Linked DNA regions of Mus musculus: all the other regions are linked to region 1. The links are chromatin contacts, called in public promoter capture Hi-C maps. All regions are on one chromosome and are shown on one strand. The core of a region is the stretch at or near the end of the contact, and the rest is flanking DNA. Distances in the headings are between cores, read along the strand shown. Region 1 has its middle 14 kb from the start of 1700030F04Rik. Region 2 holds the start of Depp1 (DEPP1 autophagy regulator). Region 3 holds the start of Rassf4 (Ras association (RalGDS/AF-6) domain family member 4).

Evidence for each region. Promoter capture Hi-C pulls out the DNA fragments that hold promoters and counts their contacts.
Region 2: a promoter capture Hi-C map of liver shows a contact between it and region 1, with 4 times the contacts expected there. The contact joins the promoter of Depp1 here to the enhancer-like site in region 1. A contact is called at or near these places in 4 of 39 promoter capture datasets (the 3T3-L1 cell line, hippocampal neurons, liver and 1 more) and 1 of 9 other capture datasets (adipose tissue).
Region 3: a contact with region 1 is called in a promoter capture Hi-C map of liver, with 4 times the contacts expected there. The contact joins the promoter of Rassf4 here to the enhancer-like site in region 1. A contact is called at or near these places in 3 of 39 promoter capture datasets (embryonic stem cells, hippocampal neurons and liver) and 3 of 115 datasets of contacts at active chromatin or transcription factors (embryonic forebrain, embryonic stem cells and stem cell-derived neural progenitor cells).

Annotation. Positions count from the first base shown.
Region 1 is chr6:117,764,488-117,767,488 of GRCm38.p6, reverse strand. No RefSeq gene overlaps it. Among named protein-coding and RNA genes, the nearest start is that of 1700030F04Rik, 14 kb to the right of the region's middle. Within about 2 kb of position 1,583, at least 3 of the 459 cell types and tissues checked have an H3K27ac peak or open chromatin away from gene starts, as enhancers often do. A contact at or near this core is called in liver, where this site is marked.
Region 2 is chr6:116,649,228-116,652,228 of GRCm38.p6, reverse strand. Depp1 (DEPP1 autophagy regulator) reads right to left here and starts at 1,545. Exons shown (of 2, transcript NM_145980.2): 1 at 1,384-1,545; 2 at 1-536. The coding sequence starts at 531. All of the region lies in intron 3 of Rassf4 (Ras association (RalGDS/AF-6) domain family member 4), which reads left to right.
Region 3 is chr6:116,672,329-116,675,329 of GRCm38.p6, reverse strand. It overlaps Rassf4 (Ras association (RalGDS/AF-6) domain family member 4), which reads left to right and starts at 1,494. Exons shown (of 11, transcript NM_178045.4): 1 at 1,494-1,606.

The sequences.
Region 1 (3,001 bases), core at 334-2,833:
GTCTGACCCCAGGATTCTGTATACTTATCTGCAATGGTATAACTGAGGTGCTTTCTTAGGAAGTTATCCCTAGGGTTCTATGAACACAGTTTCATATACTTATATGTATATATTTACATAGATGTATGCACATACACATATAAATACAGAATGTTTGAAACAAGGTCTGACACACACACAAGTGCTTAATAGCTAATTCCCCTTTTTCTTAGATATTTTCTTCATTTGCATTTTAAATGCTATCCTGAAAGTCCCCTATATCCTTCCCCCTCCCCCGCCCTGCTCCCCAACCCACACACTCCTGCCTCCTGGCCCTGGCATTCCCCTGTACTGGGGCATATAATCTTCGCAAGACCAAGGTCCTCTCCTCCCAATGATGGCCGACTAGGCCATCTTCTGCTACATATGCAGCTAGAGACACGAGCTCTGGGGGTACTGGTTAGTTCATATTGTTGTTCCACCTATAGGGTTGCAGATCCCTTCAGCTACTTGGGTACTTTCTCTAGCTCCTTCATTAGGGGCCCTGTGTTCCATCCAATAGATGACTGTGAGCATCCACTTCTGTATTTGCCAGGCACTGGCATAGCCTCACAAGAGACAGCTATATTAGGGTCCTATCGGCAAAATCTTGGTGGCATATGCAATAGTATCTGGGTTTAATTCCTTTTGATCAAAGTTGTGGGCTGTTTCGTGATGAGCTAAAACCCACATTGTGCTTGATGGTGCTTGGATCCTCCTGCCATGTTATCTTTTGTTTGAGAGTCTCTTAATATACTCAATGGAAAGAGGCCTAGGCTGGAAAAGAAAATACTCACAAGTGTCGACTCTCTTCTACTTGTACAATTATTGCAGACCTATGTACTTTTCTGTGTTCTCATAGAACAAAACAAGCTTAGTGATGCTGTGGTAGCCATGCAGGACTCCCTTCCAGACTGTAATAGGCTATGGTAAGGGCTGGTGGTTCTCAGTTAAATATTCCTCTGGGAATTCCCTCTGCCTTACCCTGGACTGCTATCTTCTTCTGGGAAGCCAGTATCTAATAACTACATGAAGAGGCAAGAGGTAGAAAGATCCAGATCTCGGGTCTGAAGATGGAAGACTACCAGACAGCCATTCAAGACACAGAGTTTCACAGCATCATGGCTTTCTGTTGTAACCACCCTGCAGTTCAACTTCTGTCCCTTAGAAGTGTGACTGCCACCTGCCATTCCTGAGACCTTGTCTCTACACAGATCTCAGAGAGTTCTGTGAATCCCACCAGAAAAGGTCCAGGATACTTAGTACCAGCAAGGCTCCCAGAAACATGACCTTAAGCTGGATATTAAAGATGGGCCATGAAGCTGAGTGAGGATGACCACGTCACTAGGGAGGTGGGCATTGACAGATTCGGTGTGAAGCTGAGGCACACTGAAAAGTGACGGCATGGAGTGCTGGAAGGAGGTATGCTGGAAGGAGGTATGCTGGCAGGTGTGCTGGCAGGTGTTCTGGAAGGTGTCCTGGCAGGTGTGCTAGCAGGTGTCCTGGCAGGTGTCCTGGCAGGTGTGCTGGCAGGTGTGCTGCCAGGTGTTATGGAGGGAGGCATGCTGGCAGGTGCAGCAGTTTAGGCTCCTGGGGCCAGAGGTGGTTATATGAGGCCTTTGGAGTCAGGTGACTGCTGCTGGGGACATCAACATCTTGAAGAGGAGAAAATCAATGAAGTTGGAGGATGACTGATTGATTACCATTGTGAAGCTGGGCAGTGCTGGAGCTAGGAGAAATTGTGCCACATTAAGATTAGGGCTTAGACTGAAAAGCAGAGACTCGCCATGTGTGGCATCACAGTTTCTCTTAGGTAAGTATGCAGTGGGTCATAGGGCAGGCTCAGGTTGACTATTTAAGAAACTGAATGTATGCATGTATGTATATCTCAAGATCTAGAAGGTATTCATATGGTGTGTGTGGACTCCTGAATTTGTTCCCTTCCCAATGTGTCTAGTTGAATAAATCTCTTTTCTCTGATTTTCACTAGAGCATGCACCTGTTGTTGGTATACTGAGGACTGGCATGCAAACCTTGCTTTTTAAGGCTGCTAGGGCCCAGGTTTGTACCTTAAACTCTGTAACATCAGAAGCAGTGGCACGGTGGGGCAATCAGGTCTGTAAACACAGTGCAAGTTTATGGAATTTCACAATGCTTCATTGCTAGATATCTCAGACTTTGCACTAAAGGGAAAAAAATCACCAAACAGGAAAGTAAAAAATAGTCAATATTAAAAAAAAAATCCCCAATGTAACCTGGCATTGTGGTGCAAGCTACTTAGGAATCTGAAGCAGGTCTGTGAGCTACCAGGTCTAGGTCTTTTTTTGCTAAGTAAGCAAAAAGCAGTGAAATTAGTGGTTTATCTTAACACACAGCTTCAAGCTGACTCAATCAAGAAAAACAAACAAAACTGACCCTTTTTTCTTTGTCTATATGTTGAAGATCAACCATCAAGGCCACATCACATTCTGATTCTGGAACTAACTAAACCAAATACAGCAAACCCTGTAGGAGTGGGGTGTAGTATAGCCCAGGGATTAGAGCACTTGCCTAACATGGATAAACTGTAGAGTTGACCTCCACTAAATAGATCTATAAATTTTTAAAAAAATGTAGTTTTGTTTTTGTTATGTGACCCAGGATGGCTTCAAATTCAGTAATTTTCTATTTTAGCTTTGTAAGTGCTTTACAGGCATGGACCACCACACTAGGCTTTCTTTGAAGTGGTTTGTTGTTGTTGTTTTGTTTTGAAGTTATAATTTTATTATAATATTTCCCCTTTCTATTTCTACCTCCAAACTCTCCCATATACTACTTCCTACTTGCCTTCAAATTCATAGCTTCTTTGTTTTCCAGTTGTTGCTGCATTCATGTAAGTACACATACATACATATCTATGTCTATCTCTATATCATCTATCTATATATTTGTACACACACACACACACACACACACACACACAAACACACACACACACTCTACC
Region 2 (3,001 bases), core at 296-2,795, 1.1 Mb after region 1:
GCAGGACTTTCTAGAAGTCCAGCTTTTCAGGTCGGAGGTCTGGTGCCTGGGCCCTGGTTTTCTTCCCAGAGAGTGCTCAGGTACCCTGGCCTCACAGAGTCTCCCCGTGTCCTTGCCCATCTGTCTGGGCACATCCCAGGGATCTGAAGAACCAGTCCTGTTGGGTCGACCTCTCCCATCTGCCTGCTCTCCCTGTGACTTCCCAAAGAGCCAGTCCAGAGGGTTGTCAGTGCCGGGAGAGGGCAGTGTGGGCTGCAGGCTGCTGACGCAAAGAGAGCTGTCTCCTGGAGACTCGGCCTGGCGCCTCTTCTCTCGAGTCCAGGCTGGCCGGGAGGGTCTGTTGGGACGGCTCTGGGCTGTGACCTTGTCCAGCACTGAGGTGGGCTGTGCCAGCTGACAGATACACCTGACGTAGTCATCCAGGCTGGGGGACGCTGGGGGTTCCTGCCCAGCTGCCCCATGTGACAGCTCTTCTGACATTTCCCGAATCGTTGGCAAATGGGGCACGGGCAGCAGAAGCCGGGACCTCATAGCTGCTAATAAAGCAAAAGCAACCTGTTAGCCAAGAGGAAACCAGTGGCGAGCCCGCCATGCCACCCTGACACCCTCCTACTTCCTCTCCCTCATCGGAGATGCTACACGGGGCTCGGGTACCCAGAAAACAATAAGAAACCTGCAGATCTGAGACCAAGGCTCACCCCCCTGCCCCCACCCGCACTCATCCTTCCAGCTACCACCAAAGTACCCAGCTCACTAAGGCTTCATCATTAGTGTTGTTTAAGAATAGCCAGATAGTCGGGGCTCAGTGGTAAGGGTACTTATTCTTGCAGAGAGCCTGAGTTCAGTTCTTAGCACACACATAGTGGCTCTAGCCATCTATAAATCAAGTTCCAGGGGTCTGACTGGCATGTGTGTAGCACACATACATTAGTGTAGGCAAAATATCCATGCATATAAAATAAAATAAATTAATTAAAAATTTTAAAATGAAGAACGAACAGGTAAGAAAACGGGGGGGGGGGTATTAATGTGGGGTCAGAGAACACCTAGGTTTTAAACTCGTCTCTGCCACTTAATGACTTAGAGACTGGCAATGTCACCTCTCTAAACCTCTAATTACTTGTCTGAAAAATAGGGTTATAAACATCCCACTGGCAGGGATATATGGGGAAATTCACGGAGACATAGCTTTGACATCACAGCTCTCCTGTAAACACAAAGGCCTTGTATAAACACCTTATTATCATAGTGGTCGGTGGTACCCACCCCCCTGCTCTCTATCCAGTAGTCAGGCCGTGAAAGCTCGGGATGAGAGATGCTCTCAGAGATAAACTAGCCCCGTGTTTTAAAAGTGTCAAGCCAAAGGGTGGCTGCTCTTCTTACCTGTAAGTCAGCAGTCAGGGTGGCAGGAGTCTAGATGGGTAAAGACTGTCTCCTCTAAAGGAAGCCCCAGAGGCGGGCAGTCACAGCCGGGTCTCTAGCTCTTGGTCCCTGGGAAGAGGACAGTCAGGACGATGTGCTGTGGTTTCTTCCCCTGTGCGGTCTGGCAAACCCAACACACACTGCTGCTTTTACACGGTTCCTCCGGTCATCAATCATTGTCAGGAAAAGCTCAAAATAACAGCACTTTGGAAGGTTCTCAGGGGAAAGCACAGAGGGTGGGGCTTGGCCCAGCTGCCAGCCTGGAATTTGTGTATGTGCCTGCAGGAGGTTGGGAAATATTTACACTGTAGGGTGAGGTGTGGGGCAGCCACCTCACCTGACTTAGACAGCTTTACTATGGGTAGAGAGCAAAGCCAGCCTGGGGGTTCCTGGGACCTGGGGACTGCTGGAACCTGGGACCTCCATAGGACCCCCATGGGCTTCCACCCCTGTCTGGTATAGCACAGTATTTTCTACTATGGATTACCCCAGGACCTGTGATCCTGTGACACGCCAGCCTTGTGCTAAGTTTTGCTGAGTTCCAGGCCTACACTTATGATCATGATAACACATGAGGCTTGCAGGGTGAGGGACATCACCTTACACAAGTGCCGGGGCAGCTTGACAGTCTGTCTGACTTCTCTCATAACATCTCAGATACTTTCAAGGAGAAATTTGCTTGCCCGTTGTTGGCCAGGCATGTGCCAGTGACTGCTAATGGCATAGCAAATACTGTGGACAAATCACCACGTATGATGCCTGTTTCCCAGTGAGAAGGATTATGGAGTCATCAGTGGGCAGGCGCAGTGACTCAGCACTCAGGATGGCTGCAAAATAGAGCGCCGAAGGGCTGTGGAGCAGCAGAAGAGGGGGTGGTCCAGGTCAGGTGGGCCAGATGATACCAAAGCAAGGGCAAGGCACTATAGGTTTGAGTAAGGAGCTGTAGTGTGGCTTCTGCCAGATGCCATGCTCGGGCAAATGACAGCAGCTGTGAGAAACCAGGGGACTCCAAGGGTGATACCAACACAGTGGCAGCTGAAGGCAAGATGGACAGCCCTGGGAAGGAACCGGCTTTGCGTTTCTCAGGCCTCAGCGCCTCTGCTCACCTACCCTCAGAAGCGGGAGGAAGAGGAGTTACAGAGGGAACAGTACGTTCAGGTCTGATACATGAGGGCTGGACAGACACTAGCCTCCTGCAGCATGGTGAGCTGCTGGTCTTGTGTCTATGCATTCCAAGTGTAGCATTAGAGTCATGGGTAAAGGCATGGGGACATTGGAGATACTGAACAATGCTTAAGTCAGGTGACAATTCCCAACTTACACCTGAATGATTCCACAGGACTCCAGCCTTTTGCCTGACTGTTTAGGCAAACACTGTGAGGCCGTATCAGGAAGCTGTGTGTGGTTTTGATAGCCTTAGACTCTTCTCTCTGTGGTCAGTGAGGTGTTTGAAACTAGGCATGACTGTTAGCCGACCATGAGATCCACACTGTGAGTGGGGGTGAGGCCATCCCCACGTGAAGGTTCTCATGACATCCCTGTTTTCACGGGGGCTTTCCAGGACAATGAAGAGAGAGGA
Region 3 (3,001 bases), core at 245-2,744, 1.1 Mb after region 1:
CTTCCTAGAGACATCCCAATGGCTGCAGGGTGGCCCCTCCTACATAATGAACTGGAGTCTCTGTGAAAGGCAGTTTGTTCTCCAGAGAAATATAAGCATTTAATCAAGGCAGGCTAGGGCTGTGGAGCAACAGCAGACCAGATCAGCAGCACATGTAAAACATACAAGGAGGGCTCAGGACACCTGAGGCCTATGTCCCAAGCAAGGTGAGAGAGACAACAAGGTGAACTGGGGCAGAGAGCACGACTCATGCTGGAGAGCCACAGGGAGACTCGCCCTCCCCACCGGCTGTTGACTTCTTCAGTTGCACAGGGGTGAATTGGAGAAGTTGGGAGTTACGGTGGAATTCCGTGCTTTTGGTTTGTCAAAACTTTTCGAAGCACCCAAATAATGAGCTCAGTTCTGATGCTTTCGGGCTGTGGGAAGAAACATGGGTTCCAACAACAGGTCACCAACCACAGGAAACCCTAGTTGGCAGAGAATGGATCACTCTCTAAGAACACGAGTGAAAGCTAAGTTGAAGAGGGACTGCAGGCTGGTCATTTTTAGCCCGCTGCAGGTAGGGAAATAGACAGAGAGTCTGTGACACAGGAAGTAAAGGGCGGAGCACAATCTCTTTGCCATCTCTTCGCCGGCCATAATTGGCACGGTGCGCTGCATTGGGGTCCAGAGACTCTAATGCCGTCTGTTTTCAAATACGTGAGTACCTACACTTTTAGAAGTCCCACTTCATACTCTAAAACGGCCCTGTGACTCTAAGAGGGTTAGAAACCAGGGAATGAGCCGAGCTGAGATGACTTACTTTGCGAGGGAGGGCAAGAGGTCCTGAAGTCAGGACTGGGAACCATGAAATAAAACAGAGTCAACAAAGCTCCCTTGCCTCACAGCCGCCCAGCTTCCCTAAGCTCCCAGCCTATAGCCTGGGGCTCTGCCTCAGCGCTGGCCAATCTCCTCAGAAAACAGCGACCGAGAGAGAGGAAACTAACTTTTTAAATTCACCAGCTCCTATTTTTTAATGTAGCTTTCTGAGAAGCCACAACTTTGCTTGCAGGTGCCACCTGGACAATAAATAAATGTCCCAGACTTCACGCGCGCGAACACACACTCCACCCTCCCTAGGAAGCGCACAGTAGTAGCTGTAGCGCCTGCGCAGAGGTCTTTGTTGAAACCCAAGTATCTGCGTTACCCAGGCTCCCTGGCCTCCGCCTGTGTAGACCGAGGGCCCCTGGGGACCCACTCCTACTGCTTTCTCTTTGCGTCCTGGGGTGCCCTCGAGGATTGGGGACTTAAGTGATGCGCGAAGCGCTTAGTGGTGTCCGTAAAGATCGAACAAGTGAGCAAATGCTCGGGGTCTACTTGAGGGGCATCAGTACCAAGCACCCTAGAAGGAAGAGATGGGCTGATAGGCAAAGCAGTTGACCAGAGAGAAGGGGCGTGTCCAGGGCGGAGAGGGGCGTGTTCGGGGGCGGGAGGAGGTGTGTCTAGGGTGGGCTGGGACGGACTTGATCCCTGCAGCAGATGCAGGGCTCTTGAGTCCGTGCAGGCACAATTCTAGTGCACGCGACCTCTCTTGCTGGTGGCCTCTGGACCGCGCGATGACTGAACGGTGAGTGATGCTCAGACTGCAAAGGTAGTGGGCATCCTTGGAGCACCCTACCTTCGACCCTGGGGCCGCGATCAGGCAGGGCGCTAGAGCCTGAGCACTTGCACCCCCAGCCGCAGTGCGCGAGTCTCCTCCCCCTGCCAGCCTGGCGCACTGCGGGCTTCCAGCCAAGGGCTGAGGGTGGCAAGGCGCCTAACATCTCCTAGATAAGGTACTTTCCGGGCAAAATCTTAGCAGGGCACGTGAATCCAACGGCCGGCTACACTTGTGCTCACCTCATCCTCCTCTCAGCCAGCTTCCTAGAAACACGATCTTAGAGGCGGGAAGAGGGTTTCAGCAAGACCTTAAGATTTTACAGCTGGAAAGCCAACGCTAGGATGATTACTCATCCAGACACTTGTTTCTCCGTCGCTGTTGGTGCGGTGGGCCATAACCAAAGGGCTACACAATATGCCACTCACGTATAGTTTCAGGGCTAAACTCCACCTGTCTCCTGATTCTTTGGGGCCCGTTCTCTTCTTTGAGATCTCCGGCACCTCACTATCTCTCTGGAGCCTGAAGCCCAATGTCGACAGTGTTTATTGTGGATGAAGTCCTAGGGTCATAGTTGTTTAAACTGGTGATGAACTCCAGATTGAAAATAGAAAGGATTTGACAGGGTCATACAATGCAGTCAGGGTAAGCTTTGAGCCCAGACCTTTGGGGAGGCTGGGTTGTTTAACCTAAAAGTATGTCGAAGAAAATGCTTGAAATTGTCTTTATTTATTTATTTATTTACTTACTTACTTACTTACTTATTATTGAGAAACAGACAGATGCACACTCACTCACACACCAGAGAGAGAGAGAGAGAGAGAGAGAGAGAGAGAGAGAGAGAGAGAGAGCGCATGTACATGTGTACCTGTGGGTCATAGTGGCTGTGTGCAAGACAACTCTGTGGCATCAGTCGTTTCTCCCCGTCCGCTTTCCTGTGACTTTTGAGGATTAAACTTAGGTCCTGAGGCTTTGGCAGCAAGCGCTTTACTCATAGAGCCTCCTCACCAGCCCTTGAAACTGTTTAAAAGTAAGCTATCAGCACTAGGAAGTCGCTGCAGGCCTAAAGCTTTTGCTGTTTCCCCAAACTTGTAGTTCCCCGAATCTCCTTCCTGCCTATGGGATTTCCCCTGGGACAAACCCTGAGATAGGATTGGAGCCCTGCCACCCCCTTGCTTGACCTTCGGTAGCGAAGATGGGCTGTGATATAGTCCCCTAGTTGCCCCAGGGACACTCTATACCAGCTGCCACTACAACTAGCTAACTCAAGGCCTAGAGGTGGCACAACAGTTGAGGTCACACACCAAGTCAGTGACAAAGAAAATCTCAGCCAGCATGGTTCTCAGAGTCACTGCAGCAGACATT